2 separate regions of the Gossypium hirsutum genome follow, and region 1 is linked to region 2. The links are chromatin contacts, called in public Hi-C maps. All regions are on one chromosome and are shown on one strand. The core of a region is the stretch at or near the end of the contact, and the rest is flanking DNA. Distances in the headings are between cores, read along the strand shown.

Region 1 (4,933 bases), core at 231-2,730, 45 kb after region 2:
AATCATGTCATCTCCCCGGCGCGAATGAAGGGAGTAAAAGAAAAAACAAAAGTCTTGGGACAAAGAGAAATGAAGAGTGTGATAGCTGTGTTTTGCCATAGCTGGGCACTCAGTCTGTCTGTTTTCATGACTTTTAACCCTATCTTTGTTGTCGGAATGTATACCATCCCATCGGTCTAAACCTAAATCCAGTCCACCCGCCCCTACTCCTCCAACATCCCACTCTTTACTTTATTTGAGTGTAGATTCTGAAAAACATACACGACAAAGAATTTCTGTCTGATGTCAAATAAAAAATATATATTATTATTACTTTTTCTATTATTATGTTGTTAAATATGTCAAGTTTGATTAAATGATTAGTAGGGGAAAATGAGAGATCCGGGGTATCTTCATTCTTGTAGATTACCAAAACCAAATTTAATGCTCCAACAACCAGATCAGGATATCCCCTAAATTTTGCTCATTTTATTTATTTTCACTATTAATAACATTTTCTTAATTTTATGACATTGGAATGGTGGAATCCTATGTTTTGAAATTGGTGATGTAACTGGGTAAGATTTGTTAAAAAAGAGAGTGGAAAACAACTCTTTTGAGTATGGATCCCGTTGTCAAGAGTGTGATCTTCGCTCTGGTTATAAAATAATTTTAAAATTCGTGATCAATATCTACTCTTTAATAAATTTACAGAATGCGAAAAATTAATTATTAAATTTATTTTGATAAATACCTTGAAAAAAAATATTATTAAGTTTAATTTTTTAACATGTGTTTTAGAGTCTATGTACTGGCCTTCTCATGATTTGCTCCTGGAGCATCATGAGATGGGTGGCTATTAACTGTTTGAAGAATTTGGTAGGCAGGTGGATGTTGGTCATGTTTCATGTGAATTTTACGCCAACTTTTACCGTTAACTCGTTATTTTTAAATCGGTAGTTTTAATTTTAATATTATTTGAATTTTAAAATTTTAATATTAAACACTTAATTAAATTTTATTATTAATGTATTACACGTAAAACTGTATATCTAATACATGTTTTTCAATTTAATTATTCATAATTCTTATAATTTTTAAAATTTAAAATTTTAATATTGATGTAAATATGGTTAAATGTATTAATTAAATTTCCTACAAAAATTGCAAGAGCAATGTACAACAGATGGATGTATGTTTTGAATGAGTTAGATGGAATATTTTCTTTCTTTCTTTCTTTGTAAATTAAAGTCCTTAACAAGTGATAGAGCTCATCTAAAAGGTTCAATAGCAGACGAGCTTTAAATCCAATTTCATCAAATTATGATGACCCTGAGGAGCTTATTTGAAAGCCTAGGTAGGCCATTAAGAAAAACAGTAGGATTTGAGTTAGATATGAAAAAGCCTCTATTTCAAAGTGAAGCCAATAGGTCCGGCCCTTACACCCAACCTAAATGTCCACACAAAAACAAATAAAGACAAACTAGGCTAGCTGCTCATACCAACTGTCCAAAGAAAACATAAAGAGCATAGAAAGGAGTAAACCAGCTGGCACACAAAACAAAGCTTTACCATTCCAGGCATGTGAAACACAGCGAGTTTCAACACCCAGAAAAAACACTGATGAAAAAACGATTAGAAGCATCCTCGAAACTCAGAAACAGCCCTTGTAGCCCCTGCCGCTTATCCTCTTGTATCTGCTGTAACATGAAACTCGGCACCTCCTCTATCCAGTACCTTTAACTCCCCTTCTTCATGCCTGTTGCCGCAAGAATATGTGTTGCTTTGTTACCATCCCTGGGCGTGAATCGAGCCTCACAAAAAAGGATATGCCGAAACAACAATCCAGTATCTTCAACAATGGGTCTAACTAGTGAGAAACCCGGCGACAACTTCTTGACGATACACAACGAGTCCCCTTCTAAATCGTCTAATTAGTTGTGTATTTCTGTTTTCATCATCCAACTATACAAAATTTCATTTTCGTCTCTATTGCATGTCCTTTTAAATTGGTATAATTACACATTAAGATTGTAAGGTTTACACATGCTATCAATTTAATCCCAATTTTAAATAATTCAACAAATTTAACCTCTATTTTTACAATTACTATTAATTTGATCCTGTTCTCCTCCTCCCTAATTGTCACTTTCTCTGTCGCTGCGACAACTAACTTATCATTGATCCCTGCACCAGCTATTTTTTATTCGTGTTCTCGCTATTGCCATTGTTATCCTTTTTCAATGGTGCAACTGCTACAGTCGCCTCTTCTGCTGCCCTCCACCTACTCTGCGTCACAATCACTTTCTCTACCTTAAATACGATCATTCATTCTCCTTCTTCGATTTATAAAATATTATTTATTTTAAATAGTATTTACATGAAATATGTTATTTTTATTTTAAAATAATAAACGTCGTGGAAAAGAAAACTAATTCTCTAAATATTAATTAATAACGTTATCAATTCCTTAATTTTATATGTGGAGCAGGGATTTAAATTGCGGTTGTGGCCGCATTTTTTTTGTCTCATTGCATTTATCACAGTTGCGGACATAACGGATGCTATTGCGGTCACTGCGGGTATCACGGTTGTGAATTTTTTTAAAATTCGTACAACTTATTATAAAACATAATAATTATAATTATAATTATAAAAAGTCACTTTTAATGACTTTTAGAGTGTTTTTTAACACATGAACTTTTATTAGTATGATATGAGAACACAACTTTTATAATCATTAATTATTCTTATATATACTTACGAATTTTCTAGGAATGTTATATTAACTAATAACAAAGTAAAAAAAAAAGGAAATATTAAACATTTATCATATTTAATAAGTTTGAAAGTTTTTATAGATAAAATAATTTAAAATTCATACTTGAGAGATGTCTTCAATATTTCTTGACAGCTTTGAAGATGGTGAAGATATAAACATTCTATGCTGCAAAAGGAAAAAAGGAATAGATAAATATATAGATTCTCATTAATTATTTCTATTTCTTACCACTTATTCTCACTATCATTCTACTTTTATATATAGTTTAACATGCTTCAATTCTTAATTATCTTTTCATAAAATATACTTCATTCATTTATCTAAAGGTATATTTTAAATGTTTTAATATAATCAAAATTAAGAACATTAACAAAAGTTTTCTTTAAAAAAAAACATACCTTACAAATAATGGTAGCGGTACGATTTAGTTTTCACCAATTAGTGGAATGACGCGGAGTATCAAATCTTTCACATTCACTTTGAGAGTGTTCTTGACTTGATTCTCTTGGTCTTTATCCAAAAATATATCCAAAAAAAGTAATATTTTCACCTTGGTTTTCATATAATTGATATGGAGGATATATTTGGAGAGGAGGATACATGAGAGGCGGAGGTGGGTGATACATTGGTGGTAGAGGATGCATTTGAGGCTGGTATGGCATACCGTAATTAGGAAATGGTGGATAATAACCATATGGTTATGGATAACCATGTGAAGGTTGAAAATATGAAGGTTGTTCTGGTAAATAAAAACCTTGAGTGCTAGTAGATGAATCACTATACTCGAGGTTACTAGAGCTCGATCCCTTACCAGATGAAAAGTCTACAAAAGTATGCTTCTTGCCTTTTTTTTTTGATGGAGCTCTAGGTTCACTTTTATCTCTCTTAAGTTCAGGAAACATATATCTATCAAACTCTAATCTATCACGAAAATGTCCACTAGTGGTACCAACCTCATATTCTCTTCTATACCGACTAGAAGACCTAATTTCACCTCTATCACCACTATGTCCATCATCCTCATCAATTGGAATTAAACCACCACCATCGGGTCCATCGCCACTCTGACTTGGCATTGAACTAGAAGTTCAATGAGATAAATTTTGTTGTTGAGATTGATCAACATCCATTCCATCATCAGAGGTATCCACAGGAAACACACCGGTATTTTCACCATCTAACAATGGATTCTCTTTCTCATGAAGCCATTTTGATAGTGGATCAACATCTTCAAAGATATGATCAAGGCTGATAGGATTAAAACTAGCATTTATATCATCAATGCTCATTCTTTTTTGATGCCTTATCTGAAACCTCATATTATAATAGGTAAACATTAGTTTCTCAAGTTTTTTATACTTTTACCTATTTCTTGCCTTGGTGTGAATATAACTAAATGTGCCCTAATTTCGTTCGCAATTTGATGCAGAAGTTGTTTGACTAAGCACTTTAATTGCTAATTTTTGTAATTCGGGAACATATGTGTCGTATATTATCCACCACTCAGCTGCATAATATTATTTAAATTTCAAAATAACTTCAAAATGTACAATATAATTAAATAATATAAATTAAATTAAATAATTTAATTAACTGTTTACCTAGATTCATTGGCTTCCAAGCTCTTTGTGCTTGTGGAGTACCGAATGTCTCATGTTTATCTCTAAATAGTAACGATTGCATAAATAAAAGATAGAGTAAAAATTAAAAAAAAATAATTCTATTTCAAATTATGTAACTAAATTACAAATAATAATACTTGAATCTAACCTGATTAACCATTCTGACTTAAGCATCAAGAGAAGGTTCTAATCTTTCAATTACTGATCGTGTACCTTCTAAAGTTTCTATTAGTACATTCTCAAAATGCTCCACCCCGAATTGAAATTGAGAATTGAGAAAATAACCTAAGCATAATTTATAAGAATATCATCAAATAATAATCTAAAGCTTAAAATAATAAAATATAAAAATAGTTTTTAATTATATGAAACATTTTATCTTACACTACAGTAAAACAGGTTTTTATCGGCGTTTTTAGTGGCGTTTGGATAAAAAACGCAGCAAAGGTAAAGCATTAGCGGCGTTTTTGCATAAATGCAGCAAAAAGTAAAGCAATAACGACGTTTTTCTCATAAATGTAGTAAAAGGTAAAGTAATAGCCATAAATAT
Region 2 (4,819 bases), core at 1,153-3,652:
GGAAATGCAACCGTTACTTGTCAAACATCACCCACAAATTACAGTACTTCAATTTTGGAGGTCAAGGTCAAAAGTTCAGTTTGGGGTGATTGTCTTTTGTAACAATTTATGAAAGAACTGGGGAAATTTTTTTTAACACAAACTGCCTCGGGAGAAAAGTTGGAACAAGGCATTAGAGAGGCAGCGAATGGAAAATTTTCGATTTAGAAGCCTATGGAGAGCAGAGCTGAGGTCGAGCCAAGGTGAGTCTTGCTTGCTATCGGTATATGTTAGTTTCACGCGGGCTTGCTTTATGTATGAATTATGAATAAGCCAAAGAAAACCAGGCCTTGTCCCTTTGTCCGGATGACAAAATATAGAATCTCATGTTTTACTTGACATAATGAAGGGAATTTTATTAGGATGGTTGTTTCCCTAATATGTATCGTGATGTTTATTTTATATTAATTTCATCTCTGTTTCTTTGGCTATCCATAACACAATCTTAATCCTTTTATTAGCATGTTTTTAAGTACAAGTACCAATGTCACCAGCAAAAAATATTTATGTTAATTTATAAACAAATCTTATGCTGACATGTCGGGGTTTAATTGGTTAAAGCTTTTAACCTAACCCATATTGTAACAGTATTAGTGCCAAGAATCACAGTGATAAATGATTTGATAATATAGGTGTGAAATTGGAAAAATAATGATGGTAATACTTTAAACACCAAAAAAAGGTCACAATCACAAAGCATATTGCCAGCTTTAAACTTAAATATCTCTTTTGGCGAGCGGCGTTATAAGTCAAAAAGGTGGTATTATTTTTTATAAATTTGCACTTAAATGCGTTTGGAATTATTGGAAAAATAATGCACCCCAACATAGGCAGCTCCCATAAAATTATCCGTAAATCCAGAGATGCAGTGAGCAACTGGGAAAATCGAAAATCCAACAACGTCGCCGTCTTTCATCAATTGCGGTTGAGGACAAAGGGAAAGGATCCCATCATCTCCTGCTCGGCTCTATATGCTGTTGCTGAATGGACCATCAAACTATCGACTAATCTCCCAAAATGGAAAATTTGTTTTTTAATCAAATAATGTATTCCGCAAGCATCCAAAAAGCAAAGCAGCAGGTAATGCCCCCACACCATTTCCTTTTCAAAGGAATATAACAAGGGTAATCATCTAGTATTTTTTATTTTATTTACCTGTGCGGAAACTAGTCATGTCAACTGAATTGGAGAGGCATGTAAGGACCTTATACTTTGAATGCATTTAAATTGATCATAGACACGAACATACAACCCTGATATGGAACAAAAAACTTGAATTTCAAGATATCACAAGCAAGGTATTATACTAGTTCCAAGCACAAGTAAAAATGACGGATTATCAAGAGATTGGGGGCAATCGTTTGTTTTCAATACATTAAAATGATTATGATTCGATTCCAATCACGAGCTTAAATTCTGTTACTTCTAAACATGAGCTCAAACTATTTATTTGAAAAATAATGTTTCTAAATATAATTTAAATTGTTTATAAAAAGAAGTGATGCTTTTAAGTACGAGATTAAATTATACATCACAAAACATATTTTAAACCATCTCTTAACTCGATCTTTTAAAATATGAGGTTTCATGTCAAGTTTACTCCAAATGAAAATTATATAGCTTTTAAGACATTATTCAAAATTTGTAAATCTTGTCCAGATGGTTCAAAGATGAATTTAAACTTGAAGCGAAATCATTCATCCAAGATTAAGTATTATTATTGGATTCAAACTCTTCCTAAACTCATTTTTCAATATTCACATTTACAATTAATGTAAAATATTTAAATAACTTGACTCACTTGTCACTACAATAATAATTTATACTACTTATTTCTTTCAAAAGAGTTTACAAAAACAAATCATAAATAATACATATTAAATCAATTAAAATTAGAATCAATTCAATATAAAACACATCAAACTCGAAATAAAAATATATTCAACTTAAACCAAAATAAATTTTAAAAAAATCTTAAACCATCAAAGTTGGAATCATTGGCAACAATATTATTTGTTATACTTACATATAATATATATATTTTTAACGTTTATAGATTTTTATCATATTTGTTATTTTTTATATAATGTCTAAAATCACGAATAACCTACCTCAATCCTTAAATATGAGGATAATACATTTTAACGTAACTAAATTTACATATTTCTATACTGACAATAATATAAATGGCAATAACATTAAGAGTCAATGAGACTTAGATTAAATATCTTTAAAAGGAGTAAAATTGTGAAAATATGGTGTAAAGTGTTAACCAAAGCACTTTGACAGATTTTGAAAAATACTAACAATGTTTGAATTGAAAAAGTAAAATAATTGAATTATAACGTGGAAAAAGAAAAAGACATTTTACCTCTTTCCTTTCTTTTGTCTTCTTCTTAAACCTCAAAGAAGAGAACCCCCATCTATTTAGCCCTCCTTTTCCTTTCCATTTTCCCTCCCTTTAAGGCTTAACCTCAACCCAAAAACTCGTAACAATGGCCATGTCCGTCCCTATTTTAGCCATCATCTTTGCTCTCCATCTCATCGCCTTCGTCTTCGCCGTCGGCGCTGAACGACGCCGTAGCTTCGTACCCACTCTCACTCTCACTCTCATTCTCGCTCTCGCTCTCACTCTCACTCTCACTCTCACTCTCTCTCTCACTCTCACATGTGAAACTGTAATTTTCTGTTGTTTTAACTTAACTAGTGGTTTTTTTTAAATGAAGGCTAAGGTGGTGCCTGATCAGTACGACGAGAGGACCTACTGCCTCTACAGTACGGATGCGTCGACGGTGTACGGACTATCTGCTTTTGGTCTGCTCCTTCTTAGCCAGGTTGCTGTGAACGGCGTTACTAGATGTCTCTGCTTTGGCAAAGGCCTTGTCTCCGCCACTTCATCCACCACTTGCGCCATCTTTTTCTTCGTTTTCTCCTGGTAAATTTACCTAAGTCAAATCTGATTACCTTTTTTTTTTTGTTCTTTTTCTACCACTTCGATATAACATATTTTTACTTGCTTTGCCTGAGTTCATTTTGGAAGATCTATCTAGTATTCTTGTTAGTAATTTAGAGGAACAAATTTTCCAGTCTAGAAACTGATTATCTAGATTATAGGCTTTCTGAAATGGAAATGGTTGGTTTTGTCTGGATGCGCTGCAATTTCCCCACTGGTATAATCAATTATTCACGTGTATGGAGCCCACAAAGTTAACTTAGAGGCTAACAGGTTGTACAAAGATCCTAGCTGTTGAATTACTAATGCTTTATGATACTTGCAAAGTACAGTATTATGCTGTTGTATTTATTAAATTTGATAATGTTTCTATTCGTTGATTTAATTGAGAACATTTTTATTTAATGGGCTTTTGATTTGCATTTTCAATCTTTAACAAGCTAACCATTCACAAAGTTTTCAAAGCCAATAGACTGGTAAGAAGTATATTTTCGTCTTAAACCAATCAAACAAACAAGCTGTAACAAGCTACAGCAACTAAGACATAGAAACATTTATGCCGGGCCTCTCTTCAAGTTCTATTAATTTTATCCATGTCTATTTTGGTCGTGGTTTTCAATATTTTATCCAATGCAATACCAAAGTTTTCATTATTCTAACATGTTAAGCTATCGATCTGCTTCTTATGTGGCTAATCTTTGTCACCTTATCTTCTTTAAGAGCCATCTCAACTTGGAGGTGAATATCTAGTTTCTAACCACATCTTTCTTAGCCTTACCACACATCCCATCTTAACGTTTGCAACTTCGCTATACTTGTCTCTTGTATATGTTGCTTCTTGTTAGCCTAACATTTCATACCATGGAAAAACAAGATTGGTCATTGATAGTAGTCAAATAGAACTTCAACTTCAAACACAGCTGTATTGTGATCATAAAAAATTCCAGTTGCACTCTCCTAACCTTTGAGCCTTTAGTGTTTGCGTTCACAACTAATTTGATGTTTATGTGTCCCCTTTCGCCTCTGTAATTTAATCCTACTGTCTAGGACATGTCTCACTTTCTTATGTCTCTTTGGAATGAGCATCTAAACCTAGAAATCAATTTAGCTAGCTATGCAACAAAACCTCCCTACCCTTGTGGTCATAAAGTAGTCTTTTTTGCTTGCGTTTATTTCAGTCTTAGCCAGAGTCCTTTAATAATTTTTTCATAAAATTGAGTCAAAAGATACAACTAAATCCAGGATGGTCTTTCCTGCCTTGTATCTATCCCCATAATCATATTCTTTATGACCACTGTCAACCCCATTACAACTAAGCCTTCCATGTTCATGAGAATTACCTCCAATTGAAATATTTTCTTCTTAGGTATTCCTAGCACCACTTTATCTAAATCCTCCTAAATTTTTGCTTGCTAGCATAATCTTTAAGCCCATTTATACACTGCAAATAGGCATCAATAATGTTTTAAGCTGTCTCCTAGTATGAGTTAAAATGAGAAAAATCTTATCACCCCCATTCTATTGTCAATAATCTTATCAACCAACTGATGACTTTAAAACTAAATCTTATCACTTGGAGATACCATTATTTGACCCCATTCACAATATGGGCAAGTATCTTAGTATCTTTAGTGCACTAAAACCATTTTGAATGTTTGAGTTTGTTTTCTAACAAAATATGAGCAATGAATTAGGTTAAGCTTTTTGGGAGCTGAGGCATGTTTACTGGCGGGATCAGCAAAAAATGCATACCACACCAAGTACAGAGGAATCTTTGGCGGAGAGAACATTTCATGTGCTACACTGAGGAAAGGCGTATTTGCTGCT

What was found. A called contact is a pair of places that touch in the nucleus more often than the background predicts.
Region 1: a contact with region 2 is called in a Hi-C map of leaf, with 2.7 times the contacts expected there. The contact joins the enhancer-like site here to the promoter of LOC107948236 in region 2. A contact is called at or near these places in 8 of 34 Hi-C or Micro-C datasets (callus, hypocotyl, leaf and 1 more).

The regions. Positions count from the first base shown.
Region 1 is chrA03:103,530,926-103,535,858 of Gossypium_hirsutum_v2.1, forward strand. No RefSeq gene overlaps it. Among protein-coding and RNA genes, the nearest start is that of LOC107949253, 2.6 kb to the right of the region's middle. Within about 2 kb of position 1,481, at least 9 of the 9 cell types and tissues checked have an H3K27ac peak or open chromatin away from gene starts, as enhancers often do. A contact at or near this core is called in hypocotyl and leaf, where this site is marked.
Region 2 is chrA03:103,484,731-103,489,549 of Gossypium_hirsutum_v2.1, forward strand. It overlaps LOC107948236, which reads left to right and starts at 2,403. Exons shown (of 3, transcript XM_016882713.2): 1 at 2,403-2,627; 2 at 2,766-2,974; 3 at 4,687-4,819. The coding sequence starts at 2,535. It also overlaps the pseudogene LOC107947774.